2 separate regions of the Zea mays genome follow, and region 2 is linked to region 1. A link is a contact called in public Hi-C data. All regions are on one chromosome and are shown on one strand. Each heading gives the region's core, a stretch centred on a gene start, on an enhancer-like site or on the middle of the called end of the contact. The rest is flanking DNA. Distances are from core to core; before and after follow the strand shown. Region 1 has its middle 2.8 kb from the start of LOC103650776. Region 2 holds the start of LOC100277262.

The links. A called contact is a pair of places that touch in the nucleus more often than the background predicts.
Region 2: a Hi-C map of ear shows a contact between it and region 1, with 1.7 times the contacts expected there. The contact joins the promoter of LOC100277262 here to the enhancer-like site in region 1. A contact is called at or near these places in 2 of 25 Hi-C or Micro-C datasets (ear and tassel).

The regions. Positions count from the first base shown.
Region 1 is chr3:155,117,843-155,120,542 of Zm-B73-REFERENCE-NAM-5.0, reverse strand. It overlaps the pseudogene LOC118476812. Among protein-coding and RNA genes, the nearest start is that of LOC103650776, 2.8 kb to the right of the region's middle. Within about 2 kb of position 1,257, at least 15 of the 20 cell types and tissues checked have an H3K27ac peak or open chromatin away from gene starts, as enhancers often do. A contact at or near this core is called in ear and tassel, where this site is marked.
Region 2 is chr3:155,439,229-155,441,928 of Zm-B73-REFERENCE-NAM-5.0, reverse strand. LOC100277262 reads right to left here and starts at 1,400. Exons shown (of 1, transcript NM_001150881.3): 1 at 685-1,400. The coding sequence starts at 1,308. The coding sequence ends at 769.

The DNA of each region.
Region 1 (2,700 bases), core at 8-2,507:
ATCCAAAGGAGTGAGGACAACATCGGTTGTTGTCGTCTTCTTCAGCGACATGATGAAGCTTGTCGTGGTCCTTGTGAGTTCACCGGAGGTGGGCGCCAATGTTGACCACTTGTTCTTGATTCCTTCAAGTATAAAAAACAAGGCAACATAGTAAGATTAAGCTTCATCTTCATCTTTTAGCCCATCCTTCTTTGGGAAGAAGGTTAAGCAAAAATGAAGATGGGATTAAAGTGAATGAAGAAAGCACTAAATTGAATGAAGAAAGCATGAGGATAAATACAAAGCAAATTACATGAGATATGATCATAAGCCACATAATTGGAACTAGAGATTACATTCATATCTTCGGCTCTCGAGGCTTACAAGGAGAAGGAGGAAATACAACTTTGAAGGTGGAGTTATTTGCTTTTTCCCATCCAGCAAATGTCTCTAATGTATGTCATTGTTCCTCTATTTATATGCTCGAGGTACAACTTCAGTAGAATTACATTCATGACCTCAAGCCTATACATTTGAACTGTTAAACTTAATGAGGGTAATGCTGCATTTTTCCCATGCTATCCCGGTGAGCAAACTCTTGAAAACTTCTCGTAGCTTCATCCAGCTTCGTCGATTGCACATATGCATTACTATCCCGAAGCTTGTGGACTTCATACCCGAGTTTATGGTTGTTTCATCTGGAGATGCTTTCGGTATGATACCTATAATATTTAAAATAGGCTAGGAAACAAATGTCAACTTAGTGTTTTGAGAACTTTCAGAAAAAGAAGACCCCTAATAGCGCATAGATAAATTATTTATCGGAGCTAGTTCAAAACACCAACGATATATTATAAATTATGTATTTTAAAAAAATAAAACAAACCTGCTTATCAATTTTTTAAAGTCGTATACGCGATCTGTATCGTTCCGATATTGTATCAGTATTCGTGCTACATAGCTAGCAAATCATATACCTAGTTTTAGAGGGTAATTGTGGTGGCTCTAGATTAGTTTCAAATATATTTTTATTCTAAATAACGAATAAAATGATTTATGTAAATATATTTTAAAATATTTATAACTTTAGATCCGCAATTTTTTTAGAGATTCAAATAATATGCTCCATGGACAATGCCAGTTCTCCTAGCCAAGGAGGCGATTCCACGCGACCATGCCACAGGAGATCCGGTTGGCTGGTGTTGGGTGCGGGCGGGCACCCGGGCAGGGGCAGGCAGATGGGTGAGCCACCCGACCTGCCCGCTGGATTCGGTTGCTCAGGGTCAGAGAGAACCCGTGGCTTTCCCGGAAATCGACGGGGACTGCATGCACCCATCGTCGGCGTGTGGGGGCGCCGGGCGCGAGCGAGGTCAGTGGATCCACAGCGCAGCACCCCGTCAGGTTCACGGAGCCAGGCGCGTGGACTGTCGTCGGTCACTGGTGTTGGTGGTCGCTGAGGACCAACGGCGGGTGATGGGTGACTGGGTCAAGTGCCTGCCTCCGTGCCTCGGAGTCAGCCAAGGCGGAGATGTTCTTCCTCAGCTTCTGCACACGTGTGGCGTGGCCTCTTGCCACAACGTTTAAACAAACATAGTAGTACAAGTCAATTACCGTAGCCTTTTGGCAACCAGCTTTCAAAGTCCCCGTCGATCGGTTTATTCTTTTTTTAGAAAAAATAAACAAATTATTCTCTTTTTTATCACTACGGAGTACTATAGTACACATAGTACAGCTCATGGAGCCTCAGAGCCAAGTGGGTCTGTCTCGTTGGAAGACGCTTGATGTGTCGATGGTAGTGCATTGGCTTGTTAGTCCCCGAGTCATTGATCCACTTGTCAACGTATAGGAGTGGATTTGGGGCCGTCTGGGCCATGGCCCATGGAGAGGAGGCCCAAGCGGCGGCGGCTCACTCTCTCCCCTAGTAGTAGCCCCCCTCGGGCCTCGGGCCTCGCCGCCAAGCCTCGGATGGTATCGCGGCCAGTCACTCCTCCTTCCTTATCCCTCACAGTCCGTCAATCCATTGAGTGCATGTGCCGAGGAAACTTTGCGGCCGCGCTGCTGCTGGCCAATGCCTCGGCGTCTTCCTTCCACAGCCTCGGCGACCACCACCGCCTCCCCTGCTACAGCAACGGCAAATCTGAGTCCGCCTCCGCGCCCGCCACCTCCATCTCGCAGCCGTGGTCTTCGCCGACTACAAGCACCCACCGGGTGTGCCCACCCCTTTCCCACTCCTCTCTTTGCCGCTCGAAACCGACCGTCCCAACCCAAACCAATGGATCTGACTCAGTCCAGTCATGGTAGCTGTTAACTTGGATTTCTTCTTCTTCAGGGTTTACTACTGGGTCCGCTCCCACTGGGTCTGCGCATTAGAGACCGACAAGACTGGGAAATCCAGAGATGCATTTTTCTACCGATTAGCTGATCGACTCGGCGTTCATTGCCTTTGGGATCACATTGTTCGTGTGTTTCTTCTACGTTGCCGTCGTGTCCAAGTTGCTTCCGCCACATCAAAATGGATTCCTGGCTGCCATCTAACCAAGAGAGATGCTTGTTAAGCATGCACTAAACTAGGTGATCCTTGTGCAACAGCGTACAACCCGTGCAAATTATACAAGAAATTCACGCCTTCTTCGTAATTCTGCAGGTATTACTGTCTGCTTGTGCCGTTGATGCTTCCTGTAATAATCGTGGTTGTCTACCTGCACTGGCTCAGCATGAAGA
Region 2 (2,700 bases), core at 151-2,650, 320 kb before region 1:
AGTATCCGTGCCTAACCGTGCCTGGGGCTTAATCGTGCTGTGCCCGTGCCGGCCCAGCGTGCCTGGTGCTCGGCCCAGGCACGGCACTACCTGTCGGGTCGTGCCGGCACGGGCCCGGCACCAACCGTGCCGTGCCCAGGCACTACGGGCCCTGCCGTGCTTCGGGCCGACCCGATTAGCCCGGCACGTCTGGCCATCTATATTTGGCCGTCAGCAGCAGATTCTGATGACCAGGCTGCTGATAAGCCGAAACAAACATGCCAATATCCCCTATGCAAAATCAAGGCCCCTTCCATACGGTTCAACCTCCTTAATCAACGGAACACGATTAGAAGGGTGAACACTGAACTGTCTCCCAGCTCAGTTCTAAGGTCATTTAACGCGATGCAGCTAGGCAGCCCACATTGTTTTCTCTCCTCTCTGTTCAGCTCACTCGCATTCTCGGAGATTCGTCGCAGCAGCAGCAGTTTGTACCGTGAATCAGATCTCGCTTGTATACAAACAAAAACTTACCGATTCATTCAAATGTTACCTCCTCTCACTGACAGCCAGCTTGCATGCTAGTAGAACGCATGTTCCGAACATGTCTGGACATGGCGTAGCTGATTTTGATGGGTCAACAAAGTGAAACAGGACAGGAAACAAGCACCGGCGAAACAAAAATTCGCCAACAAGAGCAAAATTCCAAATCCAAACTGAATAACAACATTTATTTACCATTATTTCAACACAACACAGGCCAGCGACGAAGTCATCCGTGGCACGTCGCTACGTCTCGTAGAGCACCGCCCCAGTAGGATAGCGGTGCAGCTGCACGGCCGCTGCCCTGGCCCTGGCCCTGGCCTTATAGCCGTAGTAGTACTCCGCGAAGGGTACCACAGCGCCGCCGCCGTGGCTGCCCGTGATCGTCATCGGCGACGGCGCCACCTGCAGGAACATGTAGTTCCCGGCGAAGAGGTCGCCGACGTAGGGCCGGCCGTCCCTCAGCCGGCGCGCCACCCTGGCGACCGACGCGCGCACCCGGGCCCCGGCAGCCGCCGCCCTCCGCCGCAACGCGCGGGCCAGGGCGCCCCAGACTCTCGCCCTCCTCAGGCGCCTGCCGCTGCCCCGCCTCCGCCGCCTCGCCACCAGCGCGCGGTAGTAGGACCGGTACGAGTCCTCGATGGCGGCGGCGGCGGTAGCAGGACCCGCCGTCGTGGCAGGAGGATGGGGAGGAGAGGGGGCGGCGGCGGGGAGCTTCTTGAGCCTGTGGTAGGGGAAGCTGCGGCGGCCCATGGTCGCCAGGTACGACGAGCCGCCGGCCAGCATGCTGAGCGGGCCGCTGTGTAGTGTAGCTGGCCTAAACCGTAGTACGTGAGGACGGGAGGGAAGCAGGCGTTTTGTACCACGAGGGGAATAGCATGGGCGACCGCGCGCGCGGTTGAGCTGGAGCTGGAGCTCGCCGCTGGGTGTAGTACGACGGGCATGGACGCTGCGGCAATTTATTAAGAGGGCGCTAATTAAATGTAGCCGGTCAGACGGCGGGCAGGTGCCTGGGGTTTCCGGTCGTCCTCCACCATTAATGCATGCCGGAGCATGCTTGCTAGGTAGTCGGTGCTCGGCCGTGCAGGCACGGTACTGTTGGTTTGCTGCTGTACTGTGGCTGTGACAAGGTTGATAATAAATTCTAACTATCGTTCGTACTTCTATTACTCGATTGCACCTACGACTCAACGATCTTAGTTGATTTTACGATGCTATTGCAGAGATAGAATTTACGATTTTATAGGCCTATATTGTTAAGACATAAGACTTGTGAATTTAGGATTGTACCAAAGGCAGCAAGGGTGGATCCACATTGGGGTCAAAGGTGGCCCCTCAATTTTTAGTACCTCTTATATCTCATGTTTATTTACTGTTAAGTATAGAAAAAATAAAAAAATTAGATAGATTAAACCAGTTCTATCCTAGACTTTCTAGTTGGATTGTTTCAGTCCTCCTAACTCTCGTTCTCCTTCGGTCTAGTTCTTGCATCTATCAGATCGATCTCATTCTTTCCAACGCCATCCGAACTAATCTGCCCCGATGCCCCGTGCCCCGTTCCCGATGCTACCCGCCATTGTCACCTTCCCGATGTGTGTTGTCGTCCGACCTCGACCCCTTCTCTGACGCCTCCACCATGCTCGTCCTTGTTGCGACGTCGGCCCGTCCAGTAAGCCCAATCTCGCCGGTCGCAAATATGTGACCCATCGCCGACAGACGGCGAGCTTAACAAACCAGCGAGTGTTGACTCTCTGTCGAAGAGGTCACCTGACTCCACCTCCTTCCTGATGGTCCCACCCTTCGAGAAGATCTATAGATCGACATTCAACAAGGGTACATATAGTTTTGATTTGGTCAGCAAAAAATTAGTGGTGTGCTTGCTCTATTGTCCGTACAGTTTTCTTCTCGTGAGATCATCTGGACATTAACACCATGTCTCTGCAAAACGTTGAATGCCTAGCATGCAGCAAAAGGGCTAGACATTCAAGAATCATGTCGATATCTGTACATTCCCTAACAGTTAGATGATATATTCCCTAAACTTGTCTATGAGTGCTTATTTTGCTTGTTTAGTTCAGCACATGACTTTGTGAATTCTTCACTCGAACACACAAATCTCTTATTCTCAACCACATCGCTTTTCTTGGCTTAAGCTCATATACGAACATAAAGCCCGCT